3 separate regions of the Mus musculus genome follow, and regions 2 and 3 are each linked to region 1. Evidence: chromatin contacts called from public HiChIP or PLAC-seq data. All regions are on one chromosome and are shown on one strand. Each heading gives the region's core, a stretch centred on a gene start, on an enhancer-like site or on the middle of the called end of the contact. The rest is flanking DNA. Distances are from core to core; before and after follow the strand shown. Region 1 has its middle 23 kb from the start of D6Ertd527e. Region 2 holds the start of Gkn1 (gastrokine 1). Region 3 overlaps Antxr1 (anthrax toxin receptor 1).

The links. HiChIP or PLAC-seq counts read pairs in DNA pulled down with a chosen protein or histone mark.
Region 2: a contact with region 1 is called in a FOXA1 HiChIP or PLAC-seq map of pancreatic cancer cells. The contact joins the promoter of Gkn1 here to the enhancer-like site in region 1. A contact is called at or near these places in 9 of 39 promoter capture datasets (the C10 cell line, the HPC-7 cell line, cranial neural crest and 5 more), 2 of 484 Hi-C or Micro-C datasets (bone marrow-derived macrophages and embryonic fibroblasts), 4 of 115 datasets of contacts at active chromatin or transcription factors (cardiomyocytes, embryonic stem cells, large pre-B cells and 1 more) and 3 of 9 other capture datasets (adipose tissue, liver and macrophages).
Region 3: a contact with region 1 is called in a FOXA1 HiChIP or PLAC-seq map of pancreatic cancer cells. The contact joins two enhancer-like sites. A contact is called at or near these places in 1 of 15 datasets of contacts at CTCF or cohesin (embryonic stem cells), 4 of 484 Hi-C or Micro-C datasets (the CH12 cell line, the N1E-115 cell line, bone marrow-derived macrophages and 1 more), 4 of 115 datasets of contacts at active chromatin or transcription factors (double positive thymocytes, embryonic stem cells, large pre-B cells and 1 more) and 3 of 9 other capture datasets (adipose tissue, embryonic stem cells and liver).

Annotation. Positions count from the first base shown.
Region 1 is chr6:87,125,497-87,129,714 of GRCm38.p6, forward strand. No RefSeq gene overlaps it. Among named protein-coding and RNA genes, the nearest start is that of D6Ertd527e, 23 kb to the left of the region's middle. Within about 2 kb of position 1,740, at least 35 of the 459 cell types and tissues checked have an H3K27ac peak or open chromatin away from gene starts, as enhancers often do. A contact at or near this core is called in the N1E-115 cell line, liver and pancreatic cancer cells, where this site is marked.
Region 2 is chr6:87,348,871-87,353,088 of GRCm38.p6, forward strand. It overlaps Gkn1 (gastrokine 1), which reads right to left and starts at 2,045. Exons shown (of 6, transcript NM_025466.1): 1 at 1,991-2,045; 2 at 364-414; 3 at 133-273. The coding sequence starts at 2,002.
Region 3 is chr6:87,256,762-87,260,979 of GRCm38.p6, forward strand. All of the region lies in intron 9 of Antxr1 (anthrax toxin receptor 1), which reads right to left. The region is part of intron 3 of Gm38851 (a long non-coding RNA gene); the gene reads left to right. Among named protein-coding and RNA genes, the nearest start is that of Gm34170, 24 kb to the right of the region's middle. Within about 2 kb of position 2,365, at least 35 of the 459 cell types and tissues checked have an H3K27ac peak or open chromatin away from gene starts, as enhancers often do. A contact at or near this core is called in the N1E-115 cell line and pancreatic cancer cells, where this site is marked.

The sequences.
Region 1 (4,218 bases), core at 490-2,989:
ACGACCTTGCAATTCGATTCTTTGGAACATCCACAGCTGCTGGGTTGTGTAATGTGGTAGCTGCGGGCCACATGTGGTGCTTGAGTCTGTGAAGTGCATCTATCCAGCACTGAGACACTGTAACATAAAGCACCCGGCAGGCTTTGAAGATTTAATAGAAAATAATTAAACGACCACTTTTAAATTTATTTCAAAAATATTGATTATGTACTGACTCAAGTAAACCAATTTTACTATGGTTTTAGTTTTTCGAACGTTGGTTTGTAATTCAAGTTAGGTTGTTCGTAATGAACAACAAAGGGAAAGAGATGGGCAGCACACGCACAGGGGACCTCGCTGATGCAGGGGAGTTCCAGAGCTAGGAGTCTTTCGGAACATTCCGAAATTGAGGCAAGGGGGAGGTCTTTGCGCCACTCTACCCGGCTAGGCTGTGGTTTTGTCCGACTTACTGGAAGGGAGTGTAACTAAGGAGCTCTCTGTGGCAGGAACTCAGCCAGGAGCCATTCATTAGTGGTGATAGTCCCAGCAGCTTGGGCACAAGGTTCTAGCCTTGTAGAGGGGTTCGGAGCAGAGAGCAGCCTTTGGTGTCATGCTGTCAGAGCGGAGTATTCTATCCTGCTGGTTCTAATTTGTCTCATTTCCTGGGAACTTACATGAGCTGTAACTAACTGGTGAACTGCATTAAGCTGTTGTTACTGTAGCTGATACTGAGGCTTGAGGTGGATCCTGGTCACCTCCATCTTCTGCTAGCTTCTCACTTTCAGCCAGCATCCCTGACTTGTCTGGATAGCAGTCAGATGGACCAATCAGATCCTTATCCCTGTAGGGTCTGAGGTTGGGTGGCCTTTCTTGTCCATTTGTTATAAACCTGGAGCTCCGAGGAACTGGGATGGGTCCCATGAGGCCCCCGTGTTGAACCTGCTCCACTGTTTCCTGGTACTTGGTAGCAGTACCCCACAGGCGCTCCAGTGTTTGGACTTAGGATTTACCACAGCCTTTTCAGCGTCTCAGGCTTTTCTCCCTGACCCCAGAGCTCTACTTTTGGGTTCCCTGCCTCTGAAACTCCACTGTGTCTGTCATACTATGATGTCTTCAGACTGATGGATTTTTTTGGTCACCATAGATAGTCATGTAAGCAGAGACCTTAAGCCCCTGACCTATCTGCATCTATAGAGATATCTCTATAGATGCAGATATGCATGCACGTGGACTCTGTCCTTCTGGAGAATTCTAGGATGCAGGGCTGAGGGTTGGGGGAGGGGAAGAGGGTTTAATAGGTGAATCATTTAGGTGCTTAGGACAATGCCTCGATTCCATCTGCCACTATGTGGCTCCTGGCGGATGCATATACACAACAGAGCATTGGTGTTCCACAGAACTGTAGAAAGCGGGGCAGACTCTGTGGACATTAGTATCTGGTAAGGCATCAAAAGCAAGTTCAGGATAATAGACACACCAGGCTCATGGGGCTGTTAACAGCAGGGCCAGTTGAGGCGAGGTCAGGCGCCGCTCTCTCTGTTTTCTTAATCTTCTGTATATCAGCAAATGTTCAGAATTAAGTTTAGTTAATTAAAAGAGAAACAGAGAGCAAGTGAGCATTAATGTCCACAAGCAGTCACATGACTGAACTTAACAGCAGCCGAAGAGAGGGTCCTTTCTGGCAGGTGTGCACATGTACATGCTCGTACAGCAGCTGGACTCCTGACTGAGGCAGACATGCTGCGTGCTCCACCCGTTATGGGATAGCAGAGATCCGGTCCCGTGACAGGATGCTAAGTAAACAAATGAGGTAAAAATAGAGCTGGCTCTTCTAATGAAGGCCAGGGCTGGCATTCCCTGCTGCTGTCCTACTCTGCATTCCTTGCATTTGTTTTTATTTTTCTTTCCAAGTGAAAAGCAGAAAGGGACTTTGACCCAGTTGACATGGAGTGTATGTATGTACACATTGAGAAGTGACCCAGAGAGGACAGAGTGAATGAGCTGTCAGAAGGAGCCATCCAATACCACCTAGGGAGAGCCCACACTGGGGAATACTTGAATATTTGCTTGAAGGGCATGGGGAAGTGGAACTGAGATCTTAATTACTGGTGTGTGCTCTCCCCCTCTCCTCTCCCCACACCGCTCTCCCCTCCCCCTTGCTTCCCCACTCTCTGTGCATCCACAGTTGTGTATCTGTGTGTAGAGAGCGCAGGTTATAGGTGTCTTCCCTGGTCACTCTCCACCTTATTTTAAAAATTACACTATTACTTACAGGTGTGTGGGTGTGCACAGCACAGCCTCTGCGCAAAAGCTGGAGGACAACCGCTTTCTTTCAGGAGTCATTTTGTTTCCTCCACTCTGTGAGTCCCAGGGATCGAACTCAGACTGTCTGGGTTGGTGGCAAGTGCCTTCACACTGAGCAACATCACTGGCTCACCCATGTTATCTTTGAGACAACGTCTCTTATTGATCCCACATTCATCAGTTCAGCTAACCAGGCTGGCTGTGACCTTTGACCTCCACTTCTCCAGATCCTGGATTAAATCCTGGGTCCAGATTTTATGTGGGGGCTGGGAATTCTAACTCAAGGCTCCATGCTTACATGAGAAGTACTTTCTGGCTGCTTGTTTGCTTTTATGTTTGTTTTTTCTTGAGACAGAGTCTCACTATGTTGCCCTGGCTAGCCAGAACCAGGAACTTGCAGAGATTCCCCTGCCTCTGCTGAGACCAAAAGCAAATGCCACCATACCTGGTGACCTAAGTTCCTCAAAGGAAATCCTATCCAAGACGTAGTTTTCATATCTATTGCTAGTTTTCTTGAATGCTTGGGAATGAGATTCCTTGGAAACGAGGTTCCTTGTTTACATTTATCTGCACAACCGACATTGGTTGGCTGGTAACTCTGTGACCCGCAGTGCGTGTATGGATTATTGGTGACTGGGATGCACTGATGGTCTACAACTGAGGGACACAGAGCAGCAGCAGGACCCTGCCTCCTCTGAAATCCCATTTTCAGCCACAAACAGGGCAATTCTTCTTTCCCCTTTCTTGCTCAGCCTGCCTGTTTGGCAAGATGGTGAGACCCTGCATCAACAGGCTGGTTGGCCAATGGACACAGTTATTGTTAATGAGAAGAAAACTTCTTTTGCAGTAGAGTGAAAACATCTGGAATTCCCCATACAACAGAGATGGTGGTCCACTTTATCTCTAATCCCCATGTGATCATAGCACGGACCCAGATGGAAACAGCCCTAGTCATGGCTGAGAATAGCTCCTTGTACCAATGCATGTCTGGAGGGAAGAAGACAATCTAGGGGTCAGGATTAGGAAGAATTGTTTGAAGTGAGAAAGAAATCTTGCTGGAGAGATAACTGTGGCTTGTACCATTCCTCTGCAAGGAAATTTCTCCATTGGATGCCTGGAATCCATAGACTTTGCAGTCACTGGGAACCTGGGAATGGAACCCAGTGGAGCCCAGGCAGAAGCCAGTCTCCAGACAATGGATCCTGGAATGGTTTTGTTTTTGGAACACTCAGGATTTGCCTAAAATCCTACATGATAGCATGGCTGGAAAGATAAGACATCATTGACTTCAGTTTTCCTTTCTTTCTTTCTTTCTTTCTTTCTTTCTTTCTTTCTTTCTTTCTTCTCTTTCTTTCTTCTCTCTCTCTCTCTCTCTCTCTCTCTCTCTCTCTCTCTTTCTCTTTCTTAAGATTTTATTTCTAGGACATCTTTGTCGGATACGTGCCTGCAGGTATGTATGTGTGTGAAATATGCACTTGCCCAAGGATTCCAGGAGGGTGCATCGATTAGATTACCCCTGGCAATGGAGTTAGTGAGCTGCCTGGCATGGGTTTTGGAACAAAGCTCTGGTCCTCTGCAAGAGCAGGAAGCTACCACGCTAGTCCACAATCTTACGGAATTTATTGGTATCCTGCAAGCAAAACAAAGACTAAAGCTAGGCAAAAAGCCACAAACTGTGAACCCTGCAGAGGTGAGTGTCTCCTACAGAGAGGCGTGCCAATATGCTTGTATCTAAAAGACTGTGAAGCGGGGAGGTCGGGCTGTGGTTCTCTCAGGGTGGTGAATGGTTTGGGGCAGGCTGAAGCCTGGGTGGCTGACAGGTCCCTCATCTTAGGACTTTTATGAAGAAATCATGCTTTCTGCATTTGTGATATACACAGCTAACAGGTCCCATGCTTTAAAAATATCTTGCAAAAATGCAAATGGTTTCACGAG
Region 2 (4,218 bases), core at 795-3,294, 220 kb after region 1:
GTAAAATTGTTTTGAGTGGAATGGGCACTTTTACTAGTAGCTTTTAATGTTCATGAACAGCTAGAATTCACCTCAGAAATTTTAATGGGTGGTGGCTACACCATATCTTTACCCTGTGTGTCCATTACATACGTTTTCATAGTCCCAGAGGCTATTCCAGGAGTCCCAGCCGTTATTGTTGTCGATATTGGCCACGTTGTGCACACCATTGATGCTCACCGACTGCTGTCCACTTCCGTCTACATTGCCATCATTACCATTGATGTTGACCGTCTAATGTTCATAAGAAGCAGAGGGTGACTTAAGATCACATTTCACTGTAAATGCAGTTTTGACAATGAACTTCAGAAAAATGAGACTTACGTAAGCAAAACCAGGAGCTGCAAGGAGGCCAAGCAGACCCACGACGAACATCTGAAAGCACAGAGAACAGGACTGGTGGTCGCATGGTTTACAGCATCTTCACCAAGCTCATCAGAAATAGTTACTGATTTTACCCATGTGCTAAACCATCTGTGCTTTCTTCTTCCACCTTTTTTTTAAACTACAGAAAAACTTACTGGTAACATAGAATTGCTGAGTTACTGTAATGATATTCATATGTAGTCTTAGAATTTTGACACTGAATTTCAGACACTGAAAACTGATGAAGAAAACATAAAATTAGTGCATGGCACAGTGTAATGAAAGCCCTGAAAAGGTTTTTTTCCTTAGTCTGGAACGTGTTCTTCCTAGCAGAAGGAATCCTGTTTTTATTGTCTTAGTAGGTTAAGCATTTCTACTATATTTATTTTCAATGCAAGAGAGTTAAAATCGGTCTCTTAAAAAGCCAGATGTGAGCCAGACATGGTGGCGCACGCCTTTAATCCCAGCGCTCAGGAGGCAGAAGCAGGCGGATTTCTGAGTTCGAGGCCAGCCTGGTCTACAAAGTGAGTTCCAGGACAGCCAGGGCTACACAGAGAAACCCTGTCTTGAAAAACAAAACAAAACAACCCAAAAAGCCAAATGTGGAGGGAGTTTTTGAGCATGATGTTATCTCCTGTAAATGAGGCAGCTAAAGGACTGTAAAGGACCCTAGACCAGTAGTTCTCCACCTGTGGGTTGTGACCCCTTTAAAGGTCAAACAACCGTTTCTTAGGTTATCTGGTATCTTGCATATCAGATATTTACATTACAACTCATAATGGTAGCAAAATTACAGTTATGCAGTAGCAATGAAAGTAATTTTATGGCTGGGAGTCACGACAACGTGAGGAACTGTATTAAAGGGTCACAGCATTAGGAAGGTCGAGAATCACTCCTCTAGACAGAACTAGAAGAGAAACGCAGCCCTCTGGCCTGTGCTTGGAGTTCCCCACCCAACCTGTTCTGAGGTGGACGCTTCTTGGTCATAGTTTACATTTCCAATTCCATAAATTCATATGATTCATAAAGCAGCGCCAATAGAGTATGCTGAAATTGAATATGTGCACTCTGTTTGAGCCTCTGTATCCTAGGACTTCAGTGGGGAAACTGAGATAGCTTCATCCCCAGAGACTTTCTCCAAGAAATGCTTGCACAGGGCCCAAGGACCGTTGTTTTCATGTTAACAGCCAAGAGTGTTGAAGACTAGTTTTGACAACAGTGATCTTCCAGTCTGACCGGAACATGCCCAGAACTGGTAAAAGTGGAAATCATGGATAAGAAAGGAGAAATCAGAAATAAGAAAGAGATCAAGGCTAAGAAAGACTCTTTCTGGAGCCCAGAGACTGCTCGTCTTAAGTAGAACCTTGGAACAGATGGTGTGAAAGACAATTCTACAGTATTCAGCCTGTGACAGGCTCTTCCGGGGCAATTCTTCTTCTCTATGGACATGCTTGTAAACACCATGATTCCATGAAAAGGAAGGAGAATATTTCCACTATGGTAACAGTGCCGTAAGAGTCAGACCCCCTCACCCCTGACTATTAATGTTGTATGGTGCTGCATTGAAAAGGAAGATCTGACTTACTGTGAGCTTCATGGCGGCAGGAGTGTGGTGGAGCAGAGGATCAGGCGGCGTGCTCACAGACATTCAGCCCTCTGCTATTTGTACCTGACCAGCTTTGCTCAAGCTAGGTGTGCTCAGGTGGAGTCCACGGCTTATCTGCTTCCCTCTCCTGTATCTGTGGAGCTGCAGAGGCCCGGAAGCCTTTAGCTGCCTGCTCAGTAGGGCCCTTAGGCAGGAGGCCTCTGACTCATCCTCTGACGAAGGTATCTCAGTAAACTCTACACGGTTTGTGATAAGTTCTGGAATATGGAAGCCATGGGTGTGGGTATTTTACGTATTGCTGCTGCTCAGATTCAGGAGAAGAGTAATCCCTAAACCAAACATGGCCTTAGATGAGATCTGTGTGTACACCTGCCCTTCCTGGTACTGGCTCCTATGGGAATGCGGGAATGGTTTCTTCTCCTTCCCTTTACCCAGTCCTATTGTAAGCTTTCTCCAGCTCCTTCCACCCTTATTTCCCCCTCTCTATGCTTCTTGACCATGCTCAAGTCATACTGAAAACTTTTTAACAAAACCAGTGGTTGGGGGATGATGTTCTTAGCTGTGAAAGGAACTCCAAGGAAGGAAACTGGCCCTTGCACCCTGGCCAGATGTTTCCTTGAGGAATTGTCTGGCCTCGAAGCCAGTGCAGCTTTCCAGCCATGTCACTAGCAGCTGGCACCAAAGCCATCTCCCATCATTCATTCCTGGGTTTCTCAGTGGGTTAGAGCTCTGGGGGCTGTTGGCAGCACCATCTTGCCATCTACATATCTAGCAACTAAACCTTGCCCTTACATCTCACCAACAGCTCTCCACTCCAGCCTTGGTCAAGGCACTTCCTGATGGACTTTTACCAGAGTTGTAGGACCAAGCCTGCCTTATCCCAGGACTCAGATATTTCAATGAATGTCCTCCATTTTTCCCAGGGTTCTCCCCTAGAATATGGAAAATAAGTAAACATTAATTTCCGGAGCGTAGAAACATTCACTGGCAGTCCATGAGAAAAATCTCAAGCTCATTGGAATGGCATCTTGGGATCCTAAAGGGGTTTCCTGTTTCCCCAGCTACCAGCGTCTGAGATGCCCGGCACCTGCCTTCCAGCCACACCAATTTTCCCACACTCTGATTCCATTCAAGGCATCCCATGGGAACTCAGCCTTTCATGCCCCGCTCTTCTCCTGGACTGTTAGTTGGCAATGTTTTTGGTTTTCTTTTTTTAAGTTCCTCACTGCTTCGGACACCAGACCTTCTTCACTTTCTACGTGGAAACTTCTTTCACTGCCTCTGGGCCCTATCAAGGAACTCTGTCTTCTTATTTGCCTCTAGAACAACAGTTCTCAACCCTCCTGAATGCTGCGACCCTCTAACATAGTGGTGACCACAACCATAACGTTATTTTGTTCCTACTTCCTAACTAATTTTGCTACTGTTATGAATCATAATGTAAATAGCTAAGATGCAGGATATCTGATATGTGACCCCTGTGAAAGGGTCGTTCAACCCCCCCAAAGGGCTCATGGCCCACAGGATGAGAACCACTGCTCTAGATAATGAAAACTTTCAAATATTATATTAAAATAAGGGAAGACTTCTCCTAGGAGAGGAAGCAGAGACTGTCACTTGGCAAAATAAGTAAACGTTTAAAATAGTTTTGAAGGAGAACTGACTGACACTTATTATTTTTTAACCTGTTCTCTTCTACAACTGAAGCTGGTGGTTCAAATCTAATAAAGGGGGAAACTGTGTTTTATAAATCACTGATCCACAGATTTCCACTCTGAAAAGCTCCTTGAACCCACAACCTTCCTCTTCTCCATGGTCTGGAGCTTACAGGGCTGCAGGGGTCTGATGCTTAGCTCACTGCCTGCATCTCTTCTAGAATGCTGGTATGGCTAGATTCGGATAGTGCTGGTGAAAGATGGCCTGCTGTTTGAATTCATCCTCAAAAGATTTCAAGTTCATTCTTTAACTGTATAAAGTCAAGAACCCTGGTGGCAGCAAGCCGTGGAGAGGTCTTCCCATGTTTCAGAGACCATAATTAGATAGCACTGTAGAGGTCAGAGTGGGTGTGACAGCCCTGCTTTTAGACTTGGCCTCTAATGGTAATTGGGGGCACCTGTCCAATTCCCAGCACACATTCTGTGTGTCATACCTTACTAAGAACTCAAGGTGACATGTGGATCTGTGAAATGCTGATGTGGTTGATGCTC
Region 3 (4,218 bases), core at 1,115-3,614, 130 kb after region 1:
TTTATTTATGTGTGTCTGTGCACTTGCATCTAGAGGCCAGAGGAACAACCTTAGACGTTGCTCCTCAGGAACTGCCTATCCTGGTTTTTGAAGCAGAGTCTCTCCCTGACTTTCTGGTTGCTAAGTAAGCTGGGCTGGAGGGCCAGTGAGCCCAGTTGCCTCTGTCTTCCCAGTGACAAAGTTACACATATGTACCACCAGGATGGCTTTAAGAGTTCTCTCTTCTTGAACCCATGTTCTGGGGATTGAACTCAGATCCAGGTACCAAGCACGTTACCACCTGAGCCATCTGCCCAGACCTCACTCGCCTTTATCTTGATTACCTGTGTATCATTGAAAATTGGGGTTTGGAACAATGCTTTAGCAATATACAGAGACAGCGCAGGGTCAGAAGAAAGCTGCGGCGACTGTGAAAGTGTTCCTGAAGTAAGCAGCTCCCCAAGCAGAGACTGTCAGAGGGAGAATGTGTTAGGGAGCTAGCACATGTGACTCTTTCAAAGCTAAATAAATATCCTGAGCTTATGTCACAGTCATCCCCATGGAACTCAGAGATCTTGTTTGCCAAACCAATCACTGATGGCTAATGGCCCCTCATTGTGCCAGTCCAGTGATGAGCACGGTATGGATTTGATATCATTTCCATCTCCCCACAAGCCAGTGGGTGCAGCTGAGAAAGTGATCTCGTAGACAAGATGGAATCACGCAAGAGCACACAGATTAAAAAGACCCCAGACCTGATCTGGAATCCAGGGCAACCAGGCACCAGTGACTGCTCACTTTGCCCTCATCCGCTATCCTCCTAAAACCATTTGGTAATCCTAACTTTGGACCGGTGGCTCATTTGTCAAGACCTACACATGAGCCAGAGACTAATTGTGAGGAAGCCAGAGGCATGGAGGGTTGATATTGCAAATAGGAGGGAAAGGGAGGAGTCAGATGAGACCAGGAGGGCAATGGGATTAAAGTTCTGATCTTTTGATAATTTGCCCAGAACCAGCAAAGTTAGACTCATATTCTCAGGGTCAGAGCCTTGGGTTGGGAACTTCATTAATCGATACTTTTTTTCAGGACTGCAGTCATGAGCAGTAAGGATTTATATACGCATGTTGATACTTGCACACAATTGCTAAGTTAAGAAAAGTGGATTTAACACTTTATATGCTCCACACTCCGGTGCATTGCTGAACATCATCTGGTTCAGTGGGCGGTAGACACTTACTGCATCTTATTTCCTCAAGTCAGCTAGTTTCTAGTTTGAATGCCAGGCATATAGACATCTGGTTGACACTTCTGCTGATTTTGCATGTTTTCTGCCTTGCCTTAGGCCTCCCTCCCGTTTCCTCACAGATCAGCAAAGGGAGAGGAGAGGCTGGAAAGAGGCTGCACGCCAAGCTCCCTTCTCTAACACCATGTTCAGCACCGCCAGTTCAGCTGTTGAGGCCTCTATAAAAGAAGGTCCCCACATGTCTGGTTGGCTCAGCCTCAGCTTGTTGAGGAAGGAAGACAGCAGGGACCCAATGATGAGAACCAAACCATGCAACCACTTAGGCCTGGGGAGAAGAGCCGGAGTGAGAGGCGGGCTCTTACCCTGCCTGGCACAATTTTCATGTCAGTGCACACATTTGGTTTCCAGAACAGCTCAAACATCTGACCCAGCAGCCCCACTGGAATGCCAGCGCCTTGTACAGAGAAGTTGTATAATCCAACACTGTGTGATGAGTCTGTAGCAGGGAGGAAGCAGGATACACCTTACCCAGGGCACCCCACTCTAATGCTCCTGATCCTCAGAACCCTCCCTCTGCCCTTCACAGTTCACTGCTTACAGGAAATGTGCACACAGGACCCTCTGTAGGATCCTAGCTCCCTCAGGATGTGTCTCAGTGGACTGTGGGCCTTCAGGGTAGAATTGTCTATGTGCAGCGATCTTGAATTTAATCTTTGGTGACATTTATCCTTTAAGGAATGTATCCCCAGGACATATCAGTTCATAAGGATCCTTTTGTAATTTTTATCCCTAATGGTAATGTAAGGTTCTTAGTGGCAGAAGCTAGCATTTCTGTTTCTTCTGGATGCTTGTCTGTGTCTGACCTGGGGTGGGTTTGTCTCCATGTAAGCTCATTGGATGAAAGAAAGAGCAAGAGGGGAAAAAGCAAGGTGCTCGTGTATTCAGGTCCCAGCTTGGACTAATCTGTGTATTTTCTGAGGTTAACAAATGAAAGTATGTTCACCATCATTAGTCATTACAGAAACACAAATGAAAACACATACAAGAACTCACAATAGCATTTTCCTAAGAGCCTCCAACAGGAATGACAGACGCCCATGAACTGACGTGTAAGCTTCTCTACATAATAGAATATTACCTAACCACAAGGAGAGGCCAGGTTCTAACGCACACAATGACATGGGAGCCTTAGGAACACTGTGCTAAATGAGGGAAATCAGATGCCAACGGCTGTGCATGGCAGGATTCCAATCATGGGAAATGCCCAACTTCGCCAAGTTAGAGACAGGAAGCAGATTAGTGGCTGCAGTGGTGGCTGTTGGGGGTGGGGTGAGGAGTGGCTGCTCACTAGGTACACAGTTTCTTTCTGGATGATGAAAGCATTATGGAATTAGGTGTCTTCTGTGGCCATACCAAACTGATATGTTAAAAACAACAAATAAATTGTATGCTTTGAAAGGGAAATTTTCATAGTTTGTGAATTAAAAAGAGCAAAAACCAAGGGGTCTGGCAAACTTACTCTACATTCTTTCCTTTCCTTTCTTCAATCCCCCCCTTTTAAATTACAATGCATAGTTTTAGGGTGGGTTCCTCCCACTCTCTGAATATTTGCATATTTTCTTCTTGCTCTTCTCACTCAGTACTGCTTTATCTCACTATGGTCAGGGATACTTCATCCTGTAGGTCAGTTTAGGTTTTCTTTCCTAATAAATGCTTACTGCACCTTGTAACATATATTAGAACGCTTGGATTTCATAACAACTTCTGTGAGACATAACTGGCATAGGCTAGCATGCACGGGAAGGGTAGGATTGACATGAGACACACACTTGACAGCAGACAGGATGGTGACCTCTTTCTAACCATCACTGTTTCCCTCTGTTTCCTTTAACAGCTGTTCCTGTTCGCCCTTCTCTCCCAGGAACCACTGGTCTGCTTTCTAAGGAAGCATCCTTTTGTTGGGGGTTGGTCTTGTGCACTGTGTATTCAGAGTTCTGAGTTGTACTCAGATGCTGAGTTCTGTGCCCCCAGATCAGGTTGCAGTGTGAACATGGGCATTGTAACATTGACCAATGTGCTGTAAAGAATACACCACAATAATCTCTGATTGAGTAATAAAGGCTAGAGCCTGTGACTGGGCAGGGAGAGGAAGGCGTGACTTGAGATGGAGTAGGGGGTGGGTCTCAGGTAGGGACCATTAAGGGAAGGAAAAAGAGGGTAAGAAGGAGGTCGCTATGAGGCAGGATGAGCCATGAGGATAGACCATGAGCACTTGGCCAAGAGAAAATCTCCCTGAGGACACACATGGAGCAGAGCAAACAGAGCAAGATTCGGTTGGCAAATAACACTGTTGGGATGTGGGCTAGGCTAACTCAGAACCTGAAAGCCTCGTACCACATCTAGTCAATAAAATACAGTGTCTCTGTATCTTTTATTTGGGTGCTACATGGGCTAGAGTGGGGCTGAAACCCCTATAAGATGACTTCTACATCAGTTTGCATTTTCTAGAAGCTCATGAGGCTGGAGCCACACAGATGAGCTGCTTTGCTCGGCTTCTTTCGTAGTGTGATTAAGACTCACCTGGGATTACTTTGAGGTTTACACAGGGCTTGTTTCAGGGCTCAGTATTATTCCAATATACAGCAAAATTAAATTGTTGCTGTCCACTCACTTGCTTGTGAATACATGAGTGGTTTACAGCTTTGAGTCTATTAAAAACAGCTAATATGAGCAACTGTCTGTTCATTTTGTCTGGTCATAGACTTCATCTCCCTTTTTCTCTTGGGCAAATGTATAGGGCTAGTAATGCTGGCCCATTCAGTCAGTGTATGTTTAATTATTTTAAGAAATTATTTTCAGGGCTGGAGAGATGACTCTGCAATTAAGAGTACTGGCTATTCTTCCAGAGGTCCTGAGTTCAGTTCCCAGCAACCACATGGTGGCCTGAAACCATCTATAATGTGATCTGATGACCTTTTCTGGCATATAGGTAT